Regions from separate parts of the Mus musculus genome. Here regions 1, 2, 3, 4, 6 and 7 are each linked to region 5. The links are chromatin contacts, called in public Hi-C and HiChIP or PLAC-seq maps. All regions are on one chromosome and are shown on one strand. The core of a region is the stretch at or near the end of the contact, and the rest is flanking DNA. Distances in the headings are between cores, read along the strand shown.

The links. A called contact is a pair of places that touch in the nucleus more often than the background predicts. HiChIP or PLAC-seq counts read pairs in DNA pulled down with a chosen protein or histone mark.
Region 1: a contact with region 5 is called in an H3K4me3 HiChIP or PLAC-seq map of embryonic hindbrain, with 4 times the contacts expected there. The contact joins the enhancer-like site here to the promoter of Irx1 in region 5. A contact is called at or near these places in 4 of 39 promoter capture datasets (embryonic stem cells, hippocampal neurons, maxillary cranial neural crest and 1 more), 1 of 484 Hi-C or Micro-C datasets (epidermal suprabasal cells), 5 of 115 datasets of contacts at active chromatin or transcription factors (embryonic forebrain, embryonic hindbrain, embryonic midbrain and 2 more) and 3 of 9 other capture datasets (embryonic stem cells, liver and pancreatic islet).
Region 2: a Hi-C map of embryonic stem cells shows a contact between it and region 5, with 2.4 times the contacts expected there. The contact joins the promoter of D730050B12Rik here to the promoter of Irx1 in region 5. A contact is called at or near these places in 3 of 39 promoter capture datasets (hippocampal neurons, liver and pre-B cells), 3 of 484 Hi-C or Micro-C datasets (all in embryonic stem cells), 5 of 115 datasets of contacts at active chromatin or transcription factors (craniofacial prominence, embryonic hindbrain, embryonic midbrain and 2 more) and 4 of 9 other capture datasets (adipose tissue, embryonic stem cells, liver and 1 more).
Region 3: a contact with region 5 is called in an H3K4me3 HiChIP or PLAC-seq map of the SCID.adh cell line, with 10 read pairs. The contact joins the enhancer-like site here to the promoter of Irx1 in region 5. A contact is called at or near these places in 3 of 39 promoter capture datasets (frontonasal cranial neural crest, hippocampal neurons and maxillary cranial neural crest), 3 of 115 datasets of contacts at active chromatin or transcription factors (the SCID.adh cell line, embryonic hindbrain and embryonic limb bud) and 3 of 9 other capture datasets (adipose tissue, embryonic stem cells and pancreatic islet).
Region 4: a contact with region 5 is called in an H3K4me3 HiChIP or PLAC-seq map of the SCID.adh cell line, with 18 read pairs. The contact joins the enhancer-like site here to the promoter of Irx1 in region 5. A contact is called at or near these places in 7 of 39 promoter capture datasets (3T3-L1-derived adipocytes, cranial neural crest, embryonic stem cells and 4 more), 9 of 484 Hi-C or Micro-C datasets (the NIH/3T3 cell line, embryonic stem cells, liver and 2 more), 10 of 115 datasets of contacts at active chromatin or transcription factors (the SCID.adh cell line, craniofacial prominence, embryonic forebrain and 7 more) and 2 of 9 other capture datasets (embryonic stem cells and pancreatic islet).
Region 6: a contact with region 5 is called in an H3K4me3 HiChIP or PLAC-seq map of embryonic hindbrain, with 7 times the contacts expected there. The contact joins the enhancer-like site here to the promoter of Irx1 in region 5. A contact is called at or near these places in 6 of 39 promoter capture datasets (3T3-L1-derived adipocytes, cranial neural crest, liver and 2 more), 13 of 115 datasets of contacts at active chromatin or transcription factors (craniofacial prominence, embryonic basal ganglia, embryonic forebrain and 9 more) and 2 of 9 other capture datasets (adipose tissue and pancreatic islet).
Region 7: a contact with region 5 is called in an H3K4me3 HiChIP or PLAC-seq map of the SCID.adh cell line, with 8 read pairs. The contact joins the enhancer-like site here to the promoter of Irx1 in region 5. A contact is called at or near these places in 3 of 39 promoter capture datasets (hippocampal neurons and liver), 1 of 484 Hi-C or Micro-C datasets (cerebral cortex), 4 of 115 datasets of contacts at active chromatin or transcription factors (the SCID.adh cell line, embryonic forebrain, embryonic hindbrain and 1 more) and 2 of 9 other capture datasets (liver and pancreatic islet).

Annotation. Positions count from the first base shown.
Region 1 is chr13:72,957,523-72,961,291 of GRCm38.p6, reverse strand. No RefSeq gene overlaps it. Among named protein-coding and RNA genes, the nearest start is that of Gm30049, 20 kb to the right of the region's middle. Within about 2 kb of position 2,046, at least 17 of the 459 cell types and tissues checked have an H3K27ac peak or open chromatin away from gene starts, as enhancers often do. A contact at or near this core is called in pancreatic islet, where this site is marked.
Region 2 is chr13:72,815,284-72,819,085 of GRCm38.p6, reverse strand. D730050B12Rik (RIKEN cDNA D730050B12 gene) reads left to right here and starts at 2,323. Exons shown (of 4, transcript NR_046196.1): 1 at 2,323-2,482.
Region 3 is chr13:72,708,965-72,712,849 of GRCm38.p6, reverse strand. No RefSeq gene overlaps it. Among named protein-coding and RNA genes, the nearest start is that of Gm41001, 41 kb to the right of the region's middle. Within about 2 kb of position 2,124, at least 13 of the 459 cell types and tissues checked have an H3K27ac peak or open chromatin away from gene starts, as enhancers often do. A contact at or near this core is called in the SCID.adh cell line, where this site is marked.
Region 4 is chr13:72,570,800-72,574,461 of GRCm38.p6, reverse strand. The region is part of intron 7 of Gm38580 (a long non-coding RNA gene); the gene reads left to right. Among named protein-coding and RNA genes, the nearest start is that of Gm38580, 28 kb to the left of the region's middle. Within about 2 kb of position 2,406, at least 10 of the 459 cell types and tissues checked have an H3K27ac peak or open chromatin away from gene starts, as enhancers often do. A contact at or near this core is called in the SCID.adh cell line, craniofacial prominence and neural tube, where this site is marked.
Region 5 is chr13:71,961,727-71,965,455 of GRCm38.p6, reverse strand. Irx1 (Iroquois homeobox 1) reads left to right here and starts at 1,733. Exons shown (of 4, transcript NM_010573.2): 1 at 1,733-2,243. The coding sequence starts at 1,968.
Region 6 is chr13:72,606,672-72,610,622 of GRCm38.p6, reverse strand. No RefSeq gene overlaps it. Among named protein-coding and RNA genes, the nearest start is that of Gm38580, 7.6 kb to the right of the region's middle. Within about 2 kb of position 1,717, at least 6 of the 459 cell types and tissues checked have an H3K27ac peak or open chromatin away from gene starts, as enhancers often do. A contact at or near this core is called in trophoblast stem cells, where this site is marked.
Region 7 is chr13:72,766,699-72,770,929 of GRCm38.p6, reverse strand. No RefSeq gene overlaps it. Among named protein-coding and RNA genes, the nearest start is that of D730050B12Rik, 48 kb to the left of the region's middle. Within about 2 kb of position 1,594, at least 9 of the 459 cell types and tissues checked have an H3K27ac peak or open chromatin away from gene starts, as enhancers often do. A contact at or near this core is called in the SCID.adh cell line, where this site is marked.

The DNA of each region.
Region 1 (3,769 bases), core at 797-3,296, 1.0 Mb before region 5:
CTGGAAAAATCTCGGTGTTTATTGCAGCATTTAGTCATTTACATTGAGTGCAATTCTTGCTATAATTGCATTGGACCTGCAGTTAGGCTGTTTGAATATTCACCCGCTCCTCGGTTCCTCTTCTCTAGTCTTCCTTAGTGTCAGCTAAGCTATGTTCATAACAGACTTCGAGATGCTCCTTTCAGATCTCCAGTTGCAAAGCATGCCACCAACAGACGGCTCAACCTTCATGATCCAAGTTCATCACTGATACTGAATGGGCCACCCTTCCATGAGCAGCTTCCAGCTAGTCACTGAGAATGGCAGACTCTTTCCTGAGACCTCTAGCTCCATGCAAGGACACTCATCACCTGTTTCCAGACTCTGCTAGACCTGACTCTTATCCTCAGACTCTACTCAGTCTCTTCTTCCTCTTCTTCATGGAAGGAGTTGCCCTCCTTATGGGACAGATCCCTATAGGTCTTCTCTGTAGATCTTTGAGGCATCTCAGCTCACCTTGATCTTTGCTTTCTGCTCCATTCATGTACATTTTATTTCCTGTAGTCCATCTATGGCTTATCTATTGTATCTTGCTGTGTGTGGGGTTCCAACTTCATCTCATCTCATCTCATCTCATCTCATCTCATCTCATCTCATCTCATCTCATCTCATCCAGTCTACTTAATATTGAAGGCTGCTTCCAAGGCTGGAGAAGAAGCAGGCATCCAAACCAGCATGGAAGATGAACTTGAATAGTACCTGGCACTCAATACTGTCTGTATCTGTGCCTACCAAAACACTAAGAAGAAGAGGCCTTGTCTATATGCATTCTACATATGAAAATCAAATGTACCATTTCAGTTCATTGAGGTGGGTGCAGGGTGTGAGGTTCAGCTCAGTTGGCAGTCAGGTAATGTTTCTGATCTCAAGCAACCACTGCCTCCAGGGCTCTGGGCCAAATCACCAGCAGAGCACTGTAAATCCTAGGAGCTTCAATACAGTGTCGCTAGTCACATGTGCTCTGTTCACCATTTGCCCTATGTAGGGCTGATGTTTAGACCTCTGGTTGGTGATGCCTTGTTTCGGGCTGGCTTTGTTGCCTGGGCCCTTAGACTATGATCCTTCTGTCTTCCATGGAAGTAACTCCTGTGCCTGCATTCCAAGGCTCAGTAGAGAGAGGGTCCTGGGTTTGCACAGTGACTTCTGACTACTCAGTCATATCTTCTATTTCCTGACATGAACGATATCTTAGGATCCCAAGGAGACATTCTTTTGCAAAGTACAAGGAAAGTATGAGTCTTATTCACTGAAGGGCAAAAAATACCTTAACCTACGAAGCACTGCATCAAGGCCCAGGTTAATTCCACACAAGTGTTCTGGCCCCTGGGACTTGAGGATGTCCTTACTATGATACACATACATCTATGCAACAGGATTGTGCACACATAGGAACACAGGCTCACAAATACAGGGAGCATGCCCATGTTCATGAACTGCTTTAAAATGACTCACAATGTGTCTTTTTGTCTTTTTGCCATTTCCTTCGGTGGCTCCTTCTTCTGTTTCGTGGCTTAGTGACTGCAGGACAGGGCTCTGACCCAGCAGGTTCCACTTCACTTGTTCCCAACACCAAAGATGTACTCTTCCAGAAGTGCTTGGAACATTTGGTCCAGCAGATAATGCCACACCAGCTCTCCTCTGACAGGCTGGCTCTTCTCTCTCTCCTGGGTTTGGTGCCTTTCACAATTTCAGGGGAACCCAGAAGTGCCCCAGCACTGGGGTGCACCTTAGCATCCAGGCAGTTGGCCTTCAAAACAGCAGTGTGGCCCTGTCAGCACCTCTCTCAGCCTTGCCTGCCTGTCTTATTTCTGGAAGCTGTGATGTTCAATAATTCAGGGAGAGCACGCATCAGCATATCTTACAGCATATTTGATGTGCCAACAAACAGACTGCAGACTGTTTCGTTTCAATTAGCCCCTTTGTTGCCAACAAAAGCCCAACAAACCCCCTGAGTGAGGGCCAGGCCTCGCTCCAGCCTGTTCTTGGCCAGTCCTGGGCTCTCCCTGTGTGTACACAGTGCCCGCCACCCTCTGCTCCCATCCCCTCTCACTTTCTCTGCTATTGTTCTCCTGGTATCTTTTTACCTGGGATCAAGTGACTTTCTCCAACCCAGAAATAAGGACTCAGCTCCATTTTCAGGCCTCTTCTGATCTCCCCAGCTAATTGGCTCAGGTGTAAACCAAACCAGCAGGGCAAAGACTTTGAAGTGAGGCTGCTTTGCGCAGAGCGCCTGGGAGCGTCCGTCTGTGTGTCAAATACCATCCGGCCAGCCCGCTGCTCGGCCACTAATGAAAACGCAAGTAATCAGGGTGTATTACAAGGCTCACATCCATGTTGGGGCTTTATTGTGAGCTTATCATTAACTTTGCAGGCTGGACTTGGAATGCAATCTGGCCAGTTTTTAATAAGAGGGGGCATCGGTGTCGCCTGCATGAGGCACGGGGCAACACCAGCTGTGCCTTCTTTACATAGGGAGCCACCCCTCTCTTTGATCAATAATGCTTTTTCACTTTAAAAGGGGAGCTCATTTTGCTGAGAGGAGGGAGGAGGACCCTCCCAGCCCTGTGCCTGCAGTCTGTTTGTCCAGAATGCACAATTACAGAAAGGTCAGTCCAAAGAACACTGGGGACCCTTGCTGCTTTGCCTGACACTACCTTCTCTCTCTATTTAAAGGGTGCACTGACCACAGGGCCCACCCCCTGTTTGTGTGTTGATTATCAATGGCTGCTTTGCAAAGGAACAAAAGCAAGAAAAGCAGCTGGCCTTTTCGGACTCTGATTTTGCTCAGATCCTCTTCATTTTTAATATGCAAGCCGGCTGCATGAAACCAACATAATGAATGTCGTCTTCTCCATGGCTCTTCTGGATGGCCGGGAGGTTTTACATGTCTTGCTTATACTTTGTCCCCAGGGTGTAACCTCTGTGCTTCCTCTTTCATCTGATCTTTGGCTTCTGAGCTGCATGCCCATGGTGGGTGCAGAGCCTTTCACACTCATCTGCAAGATAAACACACACGTCTTTCTGGAGTGACATATGCTGATCAAATAGTTTGAAAATTTTATACATGTGTTGGTATGCCAAGGGATGAGGCACACATTTCCGTGTTCTTCATAGTATGACTTAGAAACTAGCATGTGTTTGAAGGGACAGAAGCACCCAGTTTATGTGAATGCACACAGAGACATCACTGCAAACCTCTATCAGCTTGGCGACCACAGCATAGCAACAGCAGACATTTGTTCCCTCCTGTCCTGGTGAGGACCAGATGTGTCTTTACAGATGTGGCTTGTCTTTCCCCTGTGACCTTGTGTGGTGTCTCAATTGTTCCCACATTCTGGGTCTTCTCACCAGGCCCTCCATTGAGTGAAGGCAATGTTATCGATTTCATTGTAGTTTAATCAGCAATTGAAGACTGGTTTCCAAATAGAGCCACATTAGGAGGTCCTGGGACTTAAAGCATCAATGTATGAATTGAAGGGAAATGTGTTAGCCAGTGGTTCTCAACCTTCCTAATACTGCGACCCTTTAATATAGTTCCTCATGTTGTGGTGACCCCAAACCATAACATTATTTCATTGCTACTTCAAAACTGCAATTTTGCTACTGTTATGAATTATAATGTAAATATCTGTTATGAAAGATATCTAGTATGTGTATTCCAAAGGGATTGTGACTCATGGACTGAGAACCACTGGTTTAGCCTATTGTGGGGAAAAAAATAGGTCACAAC
Region 2 (3,802 bases), core at 1,074-3,573, 850 kb before region 5:
TGGCTGAGCTGGGTGGGCTCCCAGTCTCCCACACATACACAGTGGCTGCTCAGTGGTCAGTTGGCAGCTAGTATGGTCCCCAGGATACTTCCAATCACATGTCTAGCTTGGCAGGCAGCTGGGAGACTCAGCTGGCATATTTGACCTGAGCGCAAATGTGAATCTGGGCTGGTCAGTCCCTATATTATTGGACGTTCAAGCTGGGTGGTAGTGTGCACCTTTAATCCCAGCACTTGGAAGGCAGAGGCGGGTGGATCTCTGTGAGTTCCAGACCAGCCTGGTCTACAGAGCAAGTTCCAAGATAGCCAAGGATACATAGAGATACCCTGTTTCCAAAAACAAAACCAAACCAAAAACAAACAGAAAACCAAACCAAACCAAAAACCCAACAACAAAACAAAACAAAATAATCAAGCAAACAAGCAAACAAACAAACAAAGAAAAACCTCACTGGATTTTCAACATGGAGACTCTAAGGGGTAGAATCTGGGGCGACATTCTTTGAGTTCCCCCACCTTCCCAAAGTCCAGCTAGACCCACATTCCTAGGGAGTGAGCTGGAGAATTGTTCCCACCTCACAGCTACAGCATGTGGCCAGTTCTTGTGGGGTCTTCCAGGGTGCCCACGAACTCTTTCAAAATAAGACAGAGTCCTAGTGATGGCACCCGCTGAGCTATGACAGAGTCTGGTCACTGAGCTCCTGGAAGGCAGTCAGGGCTGGCTTTTGCTGTTCAGAGAAGTTTGGCTGCGGATGCCGGGAACCTGGGTGAGAATTTTCAGAAACTAAAAAGGTGACTGATGAGTTCGCTCTCCGTATTTTACAGGCTTGGTGCACACACAGGTCCTGAGGCAGAGGCTCACCTCGACATGCAGGAAGGGAACCTTAGACACCAAGCAAAGCCCAACACAGTATTTACTGTGGTTCGGGATTCCCAAGCCACAGCCTTTAGTGCTGACAGTGGGAGAAGCCCAGGCATGGTGTGGTGCGTGGTGTGTGTATATGTGTCCCAAGCCACTGTGTATGTGTGGGCCACGTGTGTGGTGAGGTGGGTCCTGGTTTGTGGTGCAGACTGCAGGGTGCTGGGAGGGTGGTGGTGTGTGGCCTATTTCCATCTTTGAAAGCTCAGAGGTTCATGAGGCAGGTGTGCCAGGCAGGTGTCTAGGTTTTCTGGCTCTTACAATAATTAGGACAGGAGTATGCAGCTGCTTTCTGTAAACTCTGGCTCCAAAGAGTTCCCTTTAGTTAGAAACTACTTCCAGAAGCAGGAGGCTGCAGCGAGAACAGCCTTCGGTTTGTTTGTTTTACATTTTCACAACAATAGAGGGCAGGAGTCTCTAACTGATCTGGGAGGCTCTGGGAGCAATTCCCTTTTAATTCAAGGATGTTTTTCTATCAGTCAGTCACAGGTTCACAATGGCTCTAAGGAGCAGTGTTTTCAGCAGGATGGCCAAGGTCATTTGCAGTATTGCATTTCTTAAGGGTTTGTAGACCTTAAGCAGCAAAGTGAGTTAAAACATCTTTCTCCCTATTTCCAACTCTATTTTTTGTTAACTCAGGGGTGGGGAAAGTGGTACAGTTCCCCGAGTTGTTTTTTAATCTATCTCTAAAATTTAAACAAAACAGACAACAGGCAAGCAAATACACAGACAGTAAGTCTAAACCTAAATAAGAGTTCTTAGAGACATCTGTCACATTTGAACGAGCCGACAATGTTAAGGCATGAGTAGTGACTTCCACACTGATTCTGTGTCCTGTCTCAGGGATCTCCACACATGGCCAGACCAGGTCTGTCCCAATGCACAGAGGTGAACCTCAGGGCCCCCACTTACGAACCTGGGCTGGAGGGTAGAGGAGAACAGGCCTGTGTCAGAGAGTGGCCAAGCTTAAGTACTACGTAGCAGTGCTTGCGCTGAAGCTAAGGTCCTAGGCAAGAAGGAAGTCACACCCTGTTCTTCCCCTTGCTGCTTCCGTCCCCTGACTGAGTGCTATCAGGATCAACAACTAGCAGGTAGCTGTGGGGTCCCGTCAGTGATTGCCAGTTGTGGGATCTGTGCTCCTCTATAGCTTCCTGGCTTCTTCTCCTTGGCCACAGGGTTGCCCACCTCGGTGTGACAGCTGTAAAGACTCCCGACCCTGTTCCTTGTCCGCCTCCACACCCACTGAACACTGCTGCCCTTAGGTAACCTCCCTGCCTCCTGTCACACTTGGAACTGCGACTATGATTACACATTCTATAAGCTCAGGAATCAAAGACTGTTCTCCGAATCTCCCTTTCTGCCCTTTCCCAGAAAACGAGGGCTTTCACCTGCTGACGCTGCCCCAGATTACCAGCTACTGTCGGTGAGAATCGGACATTTGTAACCTCTACTCAGCACATTTCACATTGCACCTGTCTCTGTCCGTGGACTTCTTGAAAGGCGCCCACATCTCTCGGCCGCTGCGAACCTGGATTATTTCACAACACCTCGCCAGCTGTCGCAGGTACAAACTACCTGGATATTTAGATACCAGAGTATCTAATAGGCCACTATCAATCTTTTATAGAGAGAATACATAAATTATAAACAAATATGTCCTTTGGTCTGGTCGAACAGCACACCGATCAAAGAGACACAATGGCAATGCATTTGCTTCCGCGGGCGCAGTATTCCCCAGCTCGCGGCTGCGCTGATGGACAGCCGGGGAGCTGTCGGCTTTTGTTCATTTGTCACAGTACACTTACCTCCTGTGGTTTTAAGTAATCAATATGGGAGCTGAAATCACCTACTGCTACGTCCGCTACCTCCTATTTTGTCCACTCATAAATTATGGATCGCTGCACAACATCAAGTCTACAATTTCGATTGCATTTGCTAATCATTGATCAATAATTCAGAGGCTGCGCCTCCTTCAAGGGCCTTGCTCTCCTACAGCATCTGGCACTAGCTGACAGCGAGTGAGGGAGTCCCTTATCACAAAGAGCAGCCGAGAAAACAACTTGTTTAAAGTCGCTCCTGAGCCTTCCTCTTCAGTGTTTCTGATGAGGGTGACTGTTTCTATTTGGTGCCTCCCTCTGGCTCCTGAGACTTAATAACTGTCTCAAAGTCCCAGCAGTGGCCTGTGTGGTGGGTCTAGGAAGGCTATTTTTCTGTTTGGTTTTGTGTGTGTGTGTTTGGGGTGCACCAGGTCTCACAGGGCAGGGAACATGTGTCCACAGAGTATGACCCAGCGTCCATGGAGGCAAAGCTGGGTCGGTGTGTCCTGTGACTCTCAGACTCACAGGCAAAAGCTACAGATTCACAGAAGACTGCTCTTGGAGCAAAGTCCTTGGAAGGACAATCTCCAGGGACTGGCTCCTTCAGGGTCCACAGTCAGCTTGCCTTCTGTTGGTTTTAAGGTCCAGCTTGTGGTACAGTCTGAGCAAAGTAAAAAATAACAATACATTCACAAAGCACCCTGCCTCTGGATGGGAGAAATCCTTTTATCTCAGCCCCTTTGAGGACAAGGTGGAGCCCTGCCCCCTTGCACAAGCAGCTGGCTGGACCTGGAGGCTGCTACTGGTGCAGATGTGGGGAGGGGAGGGGAGGGGAGGGGAGGGAAGAGCAGGCATTCAGCACAGAGCAGGGTGTAGGGCAGACTCAATCCGGAGCTGGGGTTTCTGGGAAGCCTTCTCTACAAAAGGCAGGCTGCTGTGGAGGTTGCCTGGCTTAGGCACAGCCCACTGCCCCCCTTGGAAAGAGCAAAAGGGCAAGGGGAGACCCTTTGTGGGCTTCCAGGGCTCAGGCTGCCTCTTTTCCCTCTTGCTGGATGCTATCCTGCAGC
Region 3 (3,885 bases), core at 875-3,374, 750 kb before region 5:
TATGTGTGTGTGCATGTGTGCATGTAGTGTGCATGCATGTGCAGGTGCATGTGCAAGTGTGTGTCCCCAGTTAATGCGTGTGTGCAGTTGTATGTGTATGTGCATGTGTGCGTGTGCACGCATGTGTGTGTCCTGGCTTTGCAGAGGGTCTTGTTCTTGGTGTGCCTACATACATGCATCTACTATTTCAACTACAATAAATGCCTTTCTTAACTGCTGATTCTGTCTGTAGTGCATGAGATTTCTCTGCTGCTACCTGTTGTACTTCAGATTTTTTGTTGCCTTTTAATTCTTTAACTGGCAAAGAAATCAAACCCAATCCAGACCCCTGGGCTGCATCAGTAAAAATCCCAATGAGCTGATTTGAGGTGCCTTAAGTTCTATGTTCCCCAGTCTTGCTGATTTTAAACTTGTTATACTTATGGAAAACTCTTTCAGTCTAGAACAGACATTTGGGTAAGAAAGGGGTTCTGTGTAGCCTGCCACTGACTCTACATATTCTTCTAAGGCTGAAACCTGGGAGTGACACCAACCAGGACTCTGCAAGGGAGTAGCAAACATGTGTCACATGCTCTCACTGTGCTACCTTTGTGGCTAGAGTCCAGACTGCCAAATTTAGCAATCCTTAACTGAAGCCTATAGAGTCTCAACTGTACCTCAATGATGGTTGAAAAAAAAAAGCCCATTAAAGCTAATCCGATGGCTATCTGGAGTCTGAGCTATGTAGCTGACAGCTTTGAATGAAAGAAGATACATGACTCTACAGTATGAGCACACAAGCACACTCCCTACGGCTCCTTACAAACAGGGACCTCAGATTACATCTTTCCAATAAGCCTGGGTTTCATCACCCAACTACCACACAATGTGGTGCGCCAGACCCTCTCTAATAACTGGGCTAATGAAGATGTGTCAGGTTGGGAGTGGCTGGAAAGGAATATTAGAAACTCACAGGTCAGAACCAGGGTTGTGGGTGAGCTGCGGTGGCTGCTGTGGTTCTCTCTCTCTCTCTCTCTCTCTCTCTCTCTCTCTCTCTCTCTCTCTCTCTCTCATCTTTTCTTGTTTTTAAGAGCACAGTGAACCCAGATTTTACAGGCTGAGAAATATGTCCACTAACTAAGTGATTGGGTTTGGGTGAGCCTAAAGTGGTTCCGGGCTCCCTTTTCTAAAAGTATCACACCTGTTGGTAACAAAGTCCACATTTTTATCTGGCCCCCATCAGAGGTGGGTTCGAGATAGAGAGATGGGCCCTTCACAGCCTTCAGAGCAGCCAATCTGGACTGCCTTGTCAAAATTAATCGTTGTCTAGAATGTTATTAGTGGAAACACTAAATTTGCTCTTAGGGTAAAGTTCTTTCTTAATGAACAGCAAGTCTTACTAGCACGCCCTCTCCCAGGCATCTCATCAGCGATAACATCAACCCAGGTGCTCTGAGTCTTAAAAACTGTAAATCTTGGCCTGTCACTGGAGGAGGGGAGAGAAAAGGTTAAACAAGTTTGTGGAGGAAGATTTCCCAGGTGCTATTTTGCAAGTACAGAGCTAATTGATGGTTGTGCCATAATAGTTACTGCTGATAACGATCATGTAAACACTCCCTGCTTGCCTGAGGAGCATTCTCAGGGTGTCCTGGGGAAGCAGCTCCTGGGATTGAGCTGTTCCGTCACGCACACGGAGGGCCTCAGTCTCTTCGGAGGGCCACTTTGATGCAGGCCGGTCGGTACTGGAATCCCGTGTGAGATTCCAGGATGGAGAAATTCCATCCTGAAAACAGAGATCTAAGTAATTAAGTACCCAGCATCTCAGGCATGCTCCATGGAGCTTCAAAACCACAGGGCAGCTCTCGGAAACAAGGACCTTCAAGTTCGAGAACCACAGAGGGGCCTCAACTTTCTCTGAGGAATTTTCATCTTCTTTCAGATGCCCAAGTTTGCGTCTAAATGGCCGAGGTCTCTCCCACCTCAATTTTAAGGCTCATAATTCTTTTGCAAGAGGTAAAAGGGACGCCATGCTTCCTCGTGGTTACATCCTGGAAGCAGAGAAAAGAATTTGACTGGTGGCCTCTCATCTTATTTTCCAGCTTCCCCCATACTGCCCTGGGCCCTGCACTTGGACCACGGGTAATGTAATTGGATTCCATGGCCAGAGTGAGAGAGGCGATAAAGCTGGGGGAGAATTCTCACACAAAAGCACCCGGCCTATTTGCATTTTCATTGGTTTTTCAGAAAGAAAAATCGGGGAGGCAGAAGAGTTGCTCTAATTTCTGCCGTCCTTGAAAAATTACCATTTGCTTGAGAAAGGAGCAATGAGCTGATACCACCATGTGGTCTGTGGCCTGCGAGGGGGCCCGTGACACCCCAAAATAAAAATTAGAGATAATAATAGTGCTTTCATTTTCTTCCTTCCTATACTATAACCTCGTTTGAGCTGTATTTGCCTGGAGATTTTTTCCTTATGAAAATAGTGTTATGTGTGACATCCAGGCTTCCATAAAAAAATGATTAAGACTGAAGTGTCTTTGATGATAGTAGTCAGAATCTATAAATAACAGCGACATAAATAAATCCGGAAGCAGCGGTGGCTAGAAATGAGTCACCCTGGGTTTCAGTCACTGTTTGGTTAAATTGCTTTCTGGTTTTAACATTTGTAAGTTAGGGAGCAAAGGGCTCCCTACTTCAGGGAGGTTGCTGGTTGCTTAGTTCAGCTACCCCCATCCCCAGAAGGCACAGGAACTCACTGTCCGGGATCCTGGAGGAGAGAGCCAGCAGCAAAGCAGGGTTGACTTAGGGCAGACAGTGTGAGTTCAGTGAATAGCCTCTCATTGGCCTCTGAAACTCACTGTCCCATTCTCATCTGGGCTATCTCAGTCTCCTCATATGGGCCAACCCAGTCTCCTCATATGGGCCATCTCAGTCTCTTCATTTTAGTGTAATGTAACCTCCTAAAGAGTCATCAAAATTTTTAGTTTTTAAAATAATTGAACCTTGTCTTCCTGTTGATAATCTGGCTTTCTTGGGGGCAGTATGCAGCCTGTATGCGTTAGACATTTTCAAAAAATCCACATGTATCTAAAACTGTTCACTAGCAGAGAGCAGGTGTATAGAGAAAGGTGGATTTTTGAAAGATCACAAGATCAATCTATTGAATTCTGCAAGTCAATTCCTGGTAATTACAAGGTCAGATCCTGGAAACCATTCATGGTTTCCAACCAAAGACAAGACCTAGATGAGCTTTCAAAGTCTTTCCCTCTAGAAATAAAATTACACCCCCCCCCAGCAGAGACATTGGGGTCCTGCTCAGTCCTCTCTCACCCTGGAAAATAAGCCTAATAGGGATGTCCAGTCCTCCTCAGCCCAGGATAGGAACTGTAGGGGAATTGAGTGGAAGGTGAGTTGCCAGAAATGGACACTGAGCCAAAACACGAGGGTGGGGTGGGGAGCGGGGTGGGGCAGCTCATTGTTTTGTTTTATAAAAAAGAAAATGGAATCCAGGAATATGTTTGGTAGGGCAAGGTATGGTGCTAGAGAAGGGGGTGCCTCTGTGGGACCATGTTGAGCCATCTCTTCCCTAAGGTACCAGCCATACAACGGATATAGTATGGAATAGACTTTATTTAGGATATGGGGGGGGGGAGAATTGGGAAGGGAGTAGACACACACACACACACACACACACAGAGAGAGAGAGAGAGAGAGAGAGAGAGAGAGAGAGAGAGAGAGACAGAGAGAGACAGAGACAGAGACAGAGAGAGACAGACAAACAGACAAACAGATAGACAGAGTGTGTAGAGGAGTAAAGAAGTAGAGACTGGTCAATGGAGAGAGAAGGGGCAGAGAGAGAAGAGGGGCATACCTGGCTGTTGCCAGGTAACTGTGGGGTGGAGCCTA
Region 4 (3,662 bases), core at 1,157-3,656, 610 kb before region 5:
GAACTCACTCTGTAGACCAGGCTGGCCTCAAACTCAGAAATCTCCCTGTCTCTGCCTCCCAAGTGCTGGGATTAAAAGCGTGTGCCACCACTGCCTGGCAAGATTTACTTTATTTTTAATTTATGAGTATACTGTAGCTTTCTTCAGATACACCAGAAGAGGGCATCAGATCCCATTACAGATGGTCATGAGCCGCCATGTGGTTGCTGGGAATTAAACTCAGAACCGTTGGAAGAGCAGTCAGTGCTCTTAACTACTGATCCATTTCTCAGAGACAAACACACTGAAACATCCTTTAAAGTGTTTGCCTCAAAAACTCCATGTTTCAGTGTGTCTGTCTCTGTGTGTGCATTTGTATTTATGTATGTATGTGTGCTTGTGTGTATGCCTGCGTGTATGTGTATATATGTGTATATGCACTGTATTTGTATGTGTGCAGGTATGTGTCTTTGTGTGTGCATGTGTGTATGTTTGCATGTGTGTTTATGTGTGTACATGCATGTGTGTTGCATGTGTGTATGTATGTGTGCTTCTGTGTGTGTCTGAGCACATGCTTGTGTCCTTTTCCTCTCAGCAGCAGGAGGTAAGGGCTATACTCACAGGAACAATGAAGTCTCACTGTAGAATTCTTACATACCTGTCAATTCTTTAACTTCAACAAATACTCACTAATGTTTTGTGGTGTTGAAATAGATCTGATGCTGAGGTATGTTGAATTTATCCTTCCATTGTCTAAACCGTTCCCTTCATGCTTAATTGGCTGTTTTAAAACCTAATACCAAAAGAAAGCTTTAAGGTGGATATATTCTTTTCTCCAGGGAGCTGCTAAGATTTCCCTTTGGGTCTTTAAGTTAAAGACAAAAACCAAGCAACTTTACCATCTTTCGAAACATATGTGGGTAGAAAACGTATGCTCCCTCAATAAACGAAGGTGATTTCGTTGTTTTTGTTCAGTATTTTGACTGCAAGACCCACATTTTAACCCTGTTTCTGTCGATGATACATTGTTCAACAGAAAATGCTTAGCATCTCCCCTTTATTTTGTGGATTAGTCTTCCTCCAGACTTAAACTAAAAGGTTCAGATATGCCTGGCAAGACAGCAGGCGGCATTCCCCAGGTAGCATAGGCAAGGAACAGGAGCTCTGTGGACTTTGAAGGGCCTGTCAATTACAGCAGGGACCTCTTGGTGTTCTAAAGGCAAACTTGTTGCTGGAGCCCATTTTTTAGAGAGATAGCAATGGAGGCCTGGTGCACCTGACTGTGGAGGGATGGGTGCTGGAGCTATGTCAATTGCTAGGTGCTCCCCTTACCCACCTTCCCACTACCTCAAGTGCTCCTTTTGAGTCCTCCCTGGTCTAGGAGGCAACCAGAGTGATACCAGGCCTTGAGGGTTCCTGGAGAGACTTGCCTCTGCACCTGTCCTCAGACAGTCACCCAGGCGGCTTCACCCTTGGGAGCCTCTTACACACATTGTAAAGGCCCATTGTCTTCCTGCTGAACTGAAGCCCTTTAAAGAAGCCTTATGGTGGGTGCCTGGAGAGTCTCTCATCTAGGAACTCTAAACAGAGAGACTGGAGGAGCACAGGCAGGTTATGCAAATGCTTCTGCAAGGACCCATTTTAAAGGAAATAGCTTTGCAAGGCTGTGTAACTACTTCAAAGAGTCTGTTGTCTGTCAACGAAAATTATTGAGAGACAATGTCAGAGACGAGGATAGAAGTGACACCCTGGACAGGGATAATCCTGGGCTGCCTTTAATGTCTGGCTTTCAGCATGAATGGAAAAATAAATTAAAAATTAGGAAAAATAAGTGGGAAATGTCGGAAGTCAAAGTGCTATACCCTCCCTCTCTATTAAGTTCTATGACTCCTGTGATGACTTGTGGACTCTCAGATTTTCTGTTTCTGACTTTCACGTTTAAGCTGAAAAATAAACAGAAATGAAGTGAATAATTAACCTCTGATAAATAAATAACTCCTGATAAATAAATAACTCCTGATAAATAAATAACCTCTGATAAATTTGTCCCAGGAAGGCAACATGAACCTAATTTTACAAGACATATTACCACTTTTGTTTTTTTGTTTTTGTTTTTGTTTTTTGTTTTTTAAATTCTAAAAATTCCACTAAGAGTCCATGTGTATGTTTTCATGCACTTGTTTCGCTTATTAGGATTTCCCTACAGAAAGCATTTTAAAGTCATTTTCAAAAGCTCGCTTGCTTACTGTTCTGGAGCGAGGAGCCAGGAGAAGCAGGCTAGCCCTCAGATCTGCAGGCTGGCTCCCTGGCAGGTCAGGCCTCAGGAGAAGGCTTTGTCATATGGAAATGTTTAAGGGTCCGGCTCACAGCCTGTGGAGGATGCCTTTTATCTTTGCAGGGTTTGAACATGATCCTTTCAAAGCCAGATAACCCAGGAAAGGCCTCGCAGGGACTCTGGCTGCTTCCTTCCAAGCTCCTCAACCTGATCCTCAAGGGAACAGTTACTAGGATTCAGTGTGCGCTTTGGTCTGTGCGGCCCTGGAAAACAGCACTTCTTCCTACTGTTTGCCTTTAAGCAGAAAACGCAGTTTTAAGATTGCAGTTAGCCCAACACGCCTACTTGGAGATTTGTTTGAACTTAGGTATCTTTTACAGATGTTGCAAAGCCGGTAACCGAAAATTCCACTGAAACCTTAAGCTCCCAGCCCCAAGTGACTGCCTTGCCTCTTTCTAGCCTCATGGCTTTCCCACAGCTCCTGGACAAGCAAGATGGATGCTTCTCACCTATTTTCACAAGAACACTTCATGAAAGAGGAGGACATCTCACTCAACACAGAGACAGCCAAGTGGCCAAGCATACATCACAATGGATGGCACACTTAAACCTCAGCTTGACTCTCATAGGTCTGCAGATCAGAAAGACTGCAGACTCAAGTTTTACTTTGAGGTAAGAACAGAGCTTCAGCAGCTGAAGAGCAGGAAAGACTCACCTGTCACTATCACCAAATTCACAATAGACCATTTTTTTTTGTCCAATATACTAATAACAAATCAGTAATTAAATAGGAAGATGTCAAGGTTTAAACCATTTGATTTCAAGTGGCATAAAACAGCCCAGTCACACTGCTGCATCAATGGAGAGACGCCCGTTTCCAGTTACTTGTCTGCATCTGAATCTCCTATGTCACACCTCTGCTGAGGGAAGCAACCCATATGCATGTTTGACAACGGAAGAGGTTCCCATCACCTGATTTTATTTCCAGTGATTGAAGACAGCCATCTTCATTCCTAGATAACTTAGACTGGAAAACGAGTAGCCAATAGTCTCTTTAAGACAAGAAAGGGCTCCGTTGACAGCAGACTGAGCACATAGATGTCTTTTTGTCAAATTGTTAATTCCATGTTTCTTCCTGAATCTAGTTCAGGCAATCTTGCAGAAGGATGGTGGGAGTTTAGGCATAACAGGGTTTGGGTAGACCGTCTGCTGTTCAACACACTCCTCCGGCCATGAGTTTACCACGGATGCCCACAACTTCTTCAAAGAGGGTCAACAGTCAGTGAGTTTTGACTTGACCATTTGTCAAAAAACTAACATGTCCTGTGTAAAGCACTTCTAAATCTGAGGCTCTGTAGAGTTATAGTGTTGGCAGGGTTCAAGCAGAGGTTATTTCTACCAAAATTTA
Region 5 (3,729 bases), core at 484-2,983:
GGGAACCAAGAAGAGGTCACAATTAGGAGCTTCAGAAGCTAGAACTCTGGGGGTTCCCTTGGGGTACCCTCCAGACTAAATCCAAGCAGGAAAGCAGGTCCTGACATTCCAAGGGGTGTTGGGGTCATGAAGTAGGCAGGGTCAGATGGAGGAAACAGCCTGATTAAGTGAGAAGATCCAACCCAGAGCAGAGAAAATGAAGATTACCTGATTTTCCCACTAGTAATTAGTAACTACTTTTAAGAGCTGTATTGTGCCTAATTACAGGCAAGGTTTAGTATCTGATTTCAAGACCTATAAGTGAGGACTTCCTGATGTTGCAGGAGACACCAGGCAAGCAAGTGTGCCTTAGCTGGTGTCCAGGGTCCCAATGGCCCTGGACAGCAGCATTCCAGTATGCATGTTGGGGCTCTCTGTCAAACCTGTCACTGTACCCCTTAATTCTCTGAGTCTGAAATTAGACCCTGAAGGTGAAGCTCCACCAGCACCGTGTGATGTGACACACTCAAGCCTCTGCCACATTATAGACAGCAGCAAGAAACGAGGCACTAGGAGTCTCTGGACATTTTGGTTCTGCACTTCCAATACCAATCTAGGGCACCATGAGCAGAAGCATCTTTCTCTGGTCAGCCGCACTGATTGAGAGAGGAGAGAGGAATGAGCATTTCAAGTCTGCCCTGAGAACAGAGCAGCCAGGCCCCTGGCTTTCAAATTGCCTGGTTCTTATTTTCCCAGCGTTTGAGATAGGAATTGGGCGGGGATGGGGGGGGGGGGTGTCGTGGGAGACTCAAAGACAGGGGACTGGCGGCTGTCCTGTCCTGTTGGACTGGCTAGTCGCAGCGCCACCTCAGGTACCTGAGCTCCACTCGTGTTGACTCTCCGCGTCTGCACACCTAGTGGACAAACGCAGGAGCCCAGGCCTTTCAGGCTTCTCCCAAACTGGAAGAGGGTGGTAGATGACTGTGGGCAAGATTTGCCAGTTCTTTTACCTTGCGAAGGTCCTTCCCCTCCTACAATTCTTTCCCCCACCCTCTAGGAGCTCTCCTCCGCTAGGCAGCGACCTCTCAGCTGGCTTGCCCATTTTAAAAGTTTTTATATTTGGAGAAGCTGACAGAGCGCGGCCGGCCACAACCCGATTCTCCAAGTGCAAGGGGGGGGGGGCAGCAATTTCCAGAGTATCTGTTGATACCAAGTGGGGCCAGAGAGACGACGCACCCTGTATCCGAGGTGTCAAGCCACGCGTAGATTTATCTGAACACTTCAGCCAAATATGTCCCATGGAGGTGCTGCAGAGCCAGCCACAGAGGAAAGGCTGTTCGCTATAGACTGTCCCCTGGCCCCAGGCCTCTTTCCCTGCCACCCCAGCTGTAGAAACGCAATCCCCGAGTTGCTTTTGTTAAAAGGGGATGGGGGAACAGATCTCCGTTGCAAAACCGGGTGTCAGACAGCTGTAAACCGGTGTCGACAGGTTGTCAAAAGCCGCGGGGGCTGGTTGGGAAGGAGCCTGCGGCCTCCGGACCCACACCAGCAGACGGGCCGTGCGCGCCCACCGGAGGAGGAGGTGGCCCGGCGGGCGCGGGGCACCACGTGCTCGCCGTGAGGGGCGGGAGCGGCCAGCGAGGGCGGGCTGGAGGCAGGGAGGGGGCGGGAGGGGAGCCAGGGGCGGGGCCTGTGCTCAAGGGGATGCCAATCAAAGCATCAACTTCAAATTGTGTCTGAGAGCCCCGCCGCCGAGCGGAGGGCGGCCGCCGCAGTCGGCGCGCGATCTCGGATACGGGCGCAGCCGGGAGCCGGGCGCCGCCAGCGAGCACTGGGCCGAGGAACAGCGAGCGGCCCCCGCCCCCGGGCCGGCCGGAGCGCGCCCGGCCCGCGGCCCGCAGCCCCCGAGTCGCGCCTCCTCGGATCGCCAGCCGGTCTTCTTGCCCGCGCAGTTAGTGTTGCCCTCCGCCACCACCGAGCCCGCGGACATGTCCTTCCCGCAGCTGGGCTACCCGCAATACCTAAGCGCCGCGGGCCCGGGCGCCTATGGTGGAGAGCGCCCTGGGGTGCTGGCTGCGGCCGCGGCTGCTGCGGCCGCCGCCTCGTCGGGCCGTCCCGGGACTGCGGAGCTGGGAGCGGGCGCGGGAGCGGCCGCGGTCACCTCGGTGCTAGGCATGTATGCCGCGGCGGGACCGTACGCGGGCGCACCCAACTACAGCGCCTTCTTGCCCTATGCCGCGGACCTCAGCCTCTTCTCGCAGATGGTGAGTGCTCCCGCCTCCCGCGCGTCCTCCTGGCCCGCACCCACGGGAGATCACCGCGCCTGGGGACATCGGGAGCGGCTGGCCCAACAGAGAAACAGAGGATCCGCAGGCAGTGTCTGGGAAAGGAACGAGAAGGGTCCTGCAGAGGGAATCCGGTGGCGGAGACCTCTTTCCCTGGGGACTCGGGAGTGCCCAGAGGCCCAGGCAGTGACCACTGTGGTCTTGGGAGGTTGGAGACCGGAGTCGAAAAGCGGGTTGCGCGCTAGTGGAGAGAAGCCTCCAGAGAAGGCCTGAGACCGCGGCAGGCTCTGGAGGTCCCGGGCAAAACCGCCAGGCTCCTCCAGTGCGACAGGGCAGGCCCGCCGGGCCCCCTCAGCCAGGGCCGCTTTACTAACACTGCCCTAACCTGGCGGCCGGCCTCGCCTGAGCGCCGCAAGAGCTTTCCCTTGGGCCCAGAAGACCTTCCTTCTCCCTCTTTGGCAGAGCAGAGATAGTTGCCCTAGACTTTGCCAAAAGGAACCGGTTAAACCTAGCGGAGTCGATCAAAAACATCCCAACAAACAATAGACATCAGCAGAGCAGAGAGGTCTCTTAATGGAGTGTGTAGGGACCATAGGAATCGGGGCTAAGAAATACTAAGTTGACATAAATTCTGGCTTCCGAAACGGTGTTTGCCTTTACTTTCGTAAGTTGCCAAACTTTTCATTTGAGCCGAAAGAAAAGCACTTTTCTTCCCGTGTTACATAAGGGAGAGTTAAAGGAACAGTGTCCCAGAGCTTAAAATAAATGGTGCTCTCCGATCTCCTGTCCCAGTGGGTGTCAGATGGGGGTGTGTGTTTAAATTTAATTCTCCACAGGAGTATTGGCCTGTCTGTCCTTCCGAATGATCACTTTTCCTTGGTTTAACGGAAAGGTCGGGCTGCTTAAACTTGAGGCCGCTAGCAAATTGCGAGGCGGGCACTGGTTTTTGGAAGGCAGCCCCCTGCTGCCCTGCTATCTTCTGGATAGAGCAATTTCCAAGAACCCTGAATTATCCAGTCTCTGGCAAAACAGACCAGACCAGACTCCTTTAAAAGGTTGGCCTCCAACTGTGCAGAAGCAAAGCGGCTAGCGCGATTTTCCGAACTTTTCTTGTAGTTTAGAAAGAAAGCCTATTTCTCAGTGGTCCGGCCAGCCAGTTGCCTTTCGGATGCTTCCCAACCAGGAAGATCAACCCCCATTTTGTTCGGACAGCCAATATGCCCCGGGAGCGATGAGAGATTTACAAGGTGCCCTTTCAAAAACAATTCCCAGCAGAGACGAGGCCGAATTTCTACTTTACGATTACAACTAAAATAATCTTGAAAAACGAAATGTACATTTTACAATGGCGAGGCACAAACGAATTCGGGCCAAAGAAGCCTCTTAGGCGCGGCCTCGATCGCTAAACTAATTAGCCAAAGAAATAAGCTTTTAGTAACTTTTTTAGGGTTCCGACTTCTTTTTT
Region 6 (3,951 bases), core at 468-2,967, 650 kb before region 5:
AGCCTGGGTTTTCCGGGGTGTCAGAGCTTGTGTGCCTGATTGCCTTAGCCTATTGTGCAAGGCCTGACTGCAGTTCAGTTCATCCCTGACCCCTGCCTCCACACTGCTGGAATGTGCCCTCCGGTCTCCACACCTCAGATGCAGGTGAGAGGTGCTGCAGAGCACAGCTAGTCTAACCTGTTCTTAACCAGATTCAGAGGAAGAGATCATCCTTAGTGGGCCTGGTGTTCATTCCTAAGTCCTTCAGCCTTAGGGTCCAGGACAGAGGTGGTTGGGTGGGGCAGCCAGGGTGCACCTGGTCCCTAGGGGCTTTAGTTTGTCCTTCTGCCCACCTGCCTGGCTTTCTGTGGCTCTGACTAAAGTCCCTTGGGCTTTGCTGACTTATGGAAAGTACAGAAAGATGGGTAGGTAGGGCTTGCACCAAGGGGGAGGGCTTTACATTGAGTACTTCACATTCCTTTGAGTTGGTCATGCTCCCAGACCACTCCTGAGCCCAAGTGGTCTGCTCTTGTCAGAGGGGGTCTCCAGTTTGCTTCTTTCTTCCTATCAAAATAAGAAACGTAGATTCCATTTAGTTCTGAAGAACAGATCAGTCACTGACCAAGGTCTTGGTGAAGACATTTGTGCCAACACATAAACTGTTAGTCTTCAGTTTTTTTAAAGCCTGTTTTGAAATCAGGGCTAGGCATGGTCCCCAGGCCTGTAATCCCAGCACTTAGGAGAGGAGAGACAGTTAGATCTTTGTGATTTCCAGCCAGTCTGGTTTCCATAGTGAGATGCTATCGAAAACTGTCCAAAGGAGGGCTAGAGAGATAGATCAGCAATTAAGAACATTTGTTGCAGTGACAGAGGGCCATAGCTTGGTTCCTACCACCAACATCATGCAGCGTACATGATCATCAACATCACTTCTAGTGCCAGGAGGATCCAGGTCTCGGGCAGTCTGTTTGTGCATTCGGGTGCGTGCACGTGCTCGTGTGTGTTCATCAAAGAAAGCTGATGTGTAAGAAACATTGAAAGCCATACAACGATACCTAATTAGTTTGCAAAATTATTTTCTAATTATTTTCCAAAAGTTCAAATGGTAAGCGAGGCTATCACAGCATGGAATCAATAATGACACGAGTCGGAAATCAGCTGCGTGGGAACTAGAGGTCATCAGCAAAACTGAACGCACCTTCTGAGCGAAAGTGTGTGAGACTGAAGGCAGGCGGGAGGGCGGGGTAGGAAACAGAAACAGCACAAGGAAGTGGATGGACGCAGGCCGTGAGGCTTCCGGACAAAGCAGTCAGGTCCCCTGGACTAGGATACCTATTTGGTCAGAAAAAGGGCACTTTCCAGGCTGTGAGAGGAAGATGGAGGAGGAGAGAGGAGAAAGGAGGAAAATGGAGGAAAAAAGGAGGAAGAAAGAGAAGGGGTGGGGTGGGGAGAAAAAGAAAGAAGAGGGAATGGGGGAGGAGAAGGGGGAAGGAGGAAGCTAAGAGGCTGCAGGACAAGTCAGTCAGTCAGGGCTGTGCTGCGATAGGAATCAAACACTCATTTACATAAATCACACATAATTATACTGTTACCGTAAATGACTTCAAGATTATTGATCAAGTTAAGATTCCCCTGGCTTCTGTAAGAATTTACTGCAAATTGTGGCTTAAGGCTACAGACTGCCCTCTTTGTCCTAGAGGTGGGAGGTCAAGTAAGGGTGCAGATGGGTCTGGCGCCATCTCGAGGCCCTAGCGAGAATCGTTCCCTCTCCCCTGGCCCCTCAGCTCTTGCCCGGGTGGCTTCATGACCTCTGCCCTTAGCTTCACTTTATGGTGTTCTTTGTTGAGTTCCTCCTTTGTCATGGGCCTGTGCGTCAACACACACACACACGCACACGCACACGCACACGCACACGCACACGCACACGCGCACACAGGCACATGCACACAACATACACATATACATACACACATTCACACACCTCACATACATACACTCACACACACATACCATATACACATACACTCACACCACACAAAACACACACCACACATACACACTATACACACACACATGCCATTCACACACTCATGATCTCTCTCTCCCCCCCCCCCCACCCCACACACACATACATACACACCTGTAATATTTCCTCCTCTCACTCCTGAGGCTGCATTTTCCAGCTTCACCCTGTGAGCATGGCTGTGTTGAACTGGTCATGCCCTCTTAGTAAAGTCCTGACCTCTCTCATATTGTATTTATATATATAGTTCTTGAAACATTCTTATCCAGACATGGTTTCTAAATGTCCTCTATTTATTATGAGTATGTGTATACAAGTCTTCACATGGAGATCAGAGGATAATCAGTGTGATCACGTCTCTCCTGTAACTATGTAGGTTCCGAGGATTGAACTCAGGCCATTAGGCTTGGCAGCAAGTGCCTTTATCCACTGAGCCATCTTCCTGGCCTGGGATATGATTTTAAGTGGACTCACTAAAGAATCGGTAACAAGAGGCCGTGAGCCTCCATGTCTTTGTGTGGAATGTGCCTTCATTTCCCTTGGGTAGGTTGTGAGAACTGTGAGACCTGGGTCTTCAGGAACAACTGTGTCCTGCATTTGGGGAGCCTTTCCCAGGGCTGCCGTGGTATACTTGGCTCTGGCCAGGTCTCTGGGCAGCAGGAGCTGCACCTGCTCTGCCTTCTTTCCAGTGCAGCTTTCTCAGGCTTTGTTGCTTTAGCTCTCTCTCTCTCTCTCTCTCTCTCTCTCTCTCTCTCTCTCTCTCTCTCTCTCTCTCTCTGTAGGCTTGTACCTGGGACTTCTTGAAGTTTTAATGCGTGTTTATCTGACACCACAGTAAACACCTCTTCATGTGCTTTTTACCAATCATGTGTCCTTTGTTTATAAATGCCATCTTTATATTGCTATTATATGTTCCCAGCTTCCTTTTGCGTTTTAGATACACCCCTTGTTGGATGTTTAGATCCATCTCTTACATGTGACAGTCCACTTAAAATGAACATTTGCAAATTAAAAAAAAATGGACTCTCAGAGAGCAGAAGGCACATGGAAACTCACTCTCCTGCTTTTCTGTGGCACTCTGCTCACTTTGCATCCCGGGGAGGACGTTTCTGCATGCGTCTATGTTAGAGATGGTTTTGTTATCCCTGCCACAGGCTTCATATCTGTCATTTTGTCTTCGACCTATCATCCATTCCAACCTTACTCTTGTATTTCACTCGTAAGCTTTGTTTTGTACTTTCCAATATTGCCGTGGACTGATACTTTTTCCTATAGGTAGAGCTATTGGGACTTTGTTCAAGTTCACAGACAGTTTATTAGTTAATTGGAAGAAACACCAAGACCAGTCAATGAAAGCTATGTGCTTACCATGTGTTTAGGGTCTATAGTGGTTTCCGTGAGAAGGCCCTTCATAGGCTCAGATGTTTGAATACATGGTCCCCACTTGGTGGAGCTACTTGAGGAAGTTTGGGAGCTGTGATCTTGTTGGAGGAAGTATGTGAGTTCAAAGAATCTTAGCCACTTCTAATTTGCTCTCTCTTCTTCATGCTTGCCAGTTAAGATGTGTTCTCTGTTGCCTGGCCATGCCTTCTGTCCCTGCCACCATGGACTCTTCTTGCTGGAACTATAGGTCAAAATAAACTCTTCTTCAGATTGCCTTCAGTCATGGTGGTTTTTTGTTTGTTTGTTTGTTTATTTTTCCACAACAGAAAAGTAATTAATGCATGCAGGGTCTTTTGCTTTTGCTCAGTAATGTTCTGTGGTTTTCAGTGTGCACACAAGCATGGTCCATTTGAAATCTTTGTTACATACTTAACGTTTGATGCTGTTGATACAGATGCTTAAATGTTTCCATGTTCCTACTGGTCACTGGGCATAGAGAAACAGAGTTGCCCTGTGTTTGCCTTGATCTGATTGACTTCATTCTTTGGTTCTGGCAACTTCCCTAG
Region 7 (4,231 bases), core at 345-2,844, 810 kb before region 5:
AGTCTCCAGAAATTTCCACTTCACTCTCCCTACTCTATTCTGCTTAAGGAAACAACAGAAGCAGCCTGAAGACCCAAAACTAGCCTCAGAGAGGTCTGCAATTCCACCCCTCTCCATGCATAAGGCTGGGAGTCCTCCATGCTCCCAGAGCACACAAGGCTGGCAGTCCTCTGTGATCCCTGACCACATTCTTTCACGCTGTCACATCCCCATTTAAATCTCAGCAAACTGTACAGGAATTGTTCACATACACAAAGATGAAGCAAAGTGATCCTAACTTGTTTCCTATTTCCCAGAGGGGGGCATTAAAATGTTTTGTTTTTTTTTTTTTTTTGTTATCATGTGTATTTGTGAGAGTGTCACATGCATGCCCCAGCACAAATATGGTGGTCAGAGGATAACTGTGGAAGTCATTTCTTGTCTTCTACCATGCAACTGAACTCAGGCTGTCAGGATTTTTCAGCAAGCTTTTACCCACTGAGCCAGTCAGCCTAATACTGGGTACCCCTTTAATATATAATAAAATGAGAGAATGATCAGAGTTCACTAGCAGAGTACCATGTTCATCTCCACCAGAGACGGGGGCAGCTGAGTGAGGCAGTGCTAGCACCTGTGACTAACTACAAACAAGGAGGCTACTGCAAGAGTTCCCTGGACTACACACACAGACATATACATTGCATCCCCCCACAAGACACAGATAGAGGCCCCCATAAACACACAGCCACATGCACACACACACACACACACACACACACACACACACACACACAGAATCCCTCCCGCAAACACAGACAGCACACACACAGACATAAACACATAGACACATGCAAACACATGCAAACACACACAAACACACACACACAGCTTCACTCCCCCCACCACCACATCCACACACAGAGGCACATAACACCCATTCCCCCACACAGGTACATAGATAGCACATACGCATACACATAGACATACACAGAAACACACACAGCACCAATCCCCCACAGACACCCCCAACAGATACATAGACAGCACACACACAGAGACAGATAGACAGCACCTGTTCACACTCAGATAAATGGACAGCACCCTCTTATCCATACATAGACACACAGACAGCTCTTCTCACAGACAGACACACAGATAACAAACACACATAGAGCACATAGACAACACTTCCACACAGAGACACATAGACAACACTCCAACATAGAGACACATACATAGCACATGCACACCTGTACACACACATATATGCACACACACATGCACACTCACACATACCATCTGGGTGGACATTCCTCTCCACAGCTGGTTCAGTGAGGTGGACTCTACTTGTCAGATTTGTGTAATCACCGTTTTCCAAAGTAGCAAAAAACAAGACATCTGCTTCCAAAGCCCCATCCCCCACCCCGCTTTATCATTCCGACACCATGGCTGATTCTTGGCTACCTCCATTCTGTGTCCCATTGCTTCCCTGGAACCACAGAGCCCCTTGAGGTCCCAGCTGGGAGTCTGCCCGGGATCAGCTGCAGCTGCAGGAAATGAAGCCTTTGGTTCAGCAGATGGCACCCTTTGCTCTGAATCTGGAACAGCAGTGTCTGCCCACGCTCCTGAGAGACAAGGAACGACATTGCCTTCTGAGTTGATAGCACCAAAAAACGCTAACTGTCCCTCCTGGGCACCTTGCAAACACCACAGAGGAAACCATGTGACACCCGTTGGCCAGGTCAACCTCCCGGGATAAGACCCAGAAGTGCTCAGGCGGTGGAATAGCCCCTCCAGCAAAACACCTTCCAGAATGTTCTTTCAAGTTTCCTGTCTGCCAGCTTGCTCCTGTTTGTACTTGTCCTGTCGTGTGTCAGCCATGTTTAAGGACATTGTCTGAAGCAATGGCTCAATTATGTATTCTCAGGTGTGCCACCAGCCCGCATAAGACTAATTGTTTCTGCCTTGTTACCCATAGGAAACAATTATGATAAGAGTAACCAGTGTTTAAGATACAAACTAGATAGGCTTTCTGTTCAACTGAGTGAAGTCTCTGGTTCCCACTGCTCTGTTTGAGAGCATCTTCAGTTTGTGGTTTTTGTAGGGCTGGAGTCTGATTTTCTACTTCCCAGGAAGATTTCATGGTCAGCCAAGGTCATCTGACATTTTGCCCAGTCAGCCGTACTAGGCCTGTGGTCATACAGTGACTTCAGAAATGGATCGTCTACACTGAGTTCCCTTAGGAAGCCTGTGGGCACTCCTCTATGTGTGTCTATGTGTGCAAGAGGGTGCTTATGTGTGCAGTGCATGCTGGGACAAGGGAGCAAAGAGGGAGGGATAAAGAGCACCAGAAGATATGATTTCTGCTACTAAGCAATTACAGTTATGTGAGTAAGTCACTTTCTTTAATGAGAGTGATGTCACAGGACACGTCTCCAGTGTTTACCATAAACAGGTTTGTTACTTTGAATAATTCTTAGGCTTAATTACAATAAGTATTTGGATCATTTCCATTGTCAGTCTATGGGATTGGCATGTCAGTTCATAGAGACACCCACCATAAGTCTTCCATCACTGTGGGTAAAAAGAGCCACCTCTCTCCACAACCTTGTCCTCTAGTGCTCTCTGTAAGCAGAAAAAGAACCATAAACAGAACAGAAGACAAAAGGTTCTAACAGCCTTGGCCCATGTATTCTCTATGGCACTGCTCTGAGGATTTTCAGGTTCCCCTGCAAAGAGCAGCCCCTGATCCATTTCCTCTGTCCTGGGGTCTCTACCATGAGGGAGTGAGCTGCACCTCATGCAGATGTGCCCAGACCAGCCACCTCAAGGAGAGCTTCCTCCGGGCCCACTCAGTTGGCTCGCAGTATGTAAAATGGCTAGGGTTACGAAATTCACTAAAAATTGGCTTACATAAATCGATTAGAGGCAAGATCAGCTTCCTGGGTTTGCCTTAAGGGTTAATGGGAAGATTTTTTTTTTTTTTTTTTTTTTTTGGTCACCAGATCTCCCTGTAATTGTTTGGGAAATTTTCAGATTTCTGAAAATGCATCTTAGGGAGTCATTTTATGTGGAATTCTGGCATCAGATGGTTGCTAATTTACTTAAATTATCAATATGCTGCTCATGAAAACTGCTCATGATTCTGCCATGTATCCAATGGTGCCTCTTCCTGTTTCTTATCTCTCTCTTCCCACCTCTCTCTACTTCTCCCCTCCTTTATTTCCTCCTCTTTACTTTTCTCATTCTCTTCCTAACTCTCCTTTCTCTCCCTCTCCCTCCCTCCATAGCTCCCTCCCTTATCCATGTCTTAACAGCACATCTCACAATGTTCTGCTCATTTTATGAGCACTTAATTAAATCCAGGTACAGATGATTGATGGGAAAGAAAAACAGTTGGGTAAAGAATGTAGGAGGCTTGAAACTTTGGCACCGAGAACAAATTGGAGCCTAATTAACAAACAGGAAGAACTTGAAGTCGGGCTCGGTGTGGAAAGCATGCTCCAGTCATCTGAGAGAAAGAGAACACAAGCAAGCGCCTTAGCAGATGCACATCTGGAAGGGTGTGGCTTGCCTAGAAATGCCCAGCTTGGCCGGCCTTGAGAGCTAAAGAACAAAACCCTACTCTCTGAAGAGAGTATATATTTCAGAGACATCCATGGAGAAGAGAAGAGACTGTTCCAGAGCTGATAGCATCTCTATCTCTCTCTGTGGAGACGTCTCTAGGATGTTGCTTATGTAGGTCCAGGATGATGCTCAGTGGCGGGTTGGAGAGAAAATGAGCAAACTGCTGGCAGCAAGCCAAGAGCCCATATTAAGGCACATTAAGTGAATTAGATATGACACCCCCACCCCAGTGCAAACACACAAGCACATCACTCCATTCACAGACAATGTAAAACATGTCAGCATCCGGCTTTACAGCTTTCTAAAAGAGCCAGCTTCCTTTCCCCATGCCAACTAATTAGGAACATGGTGTCTCCCTGTTTTCACAGTGCCTCGGCGAGGTCAGAACAGAGGTAATACCCATCTTTCTCCGACAGCCACATCTTGGGGATTCTCTGAGAAGGACTCCAGGGCCAGCTTCTGCTTACTGATAACTACTCTTCCTTCCTGAGGCTCTGGGTACTCACAGAAAAAAAAAAACAGGAAGGCAGGTATGCTCTACCTAAAAGATACCACCAAGACCAGACCTACATGGTACATGCATGGATGTGCACAAACATGCACACACATGTACACACACACACAC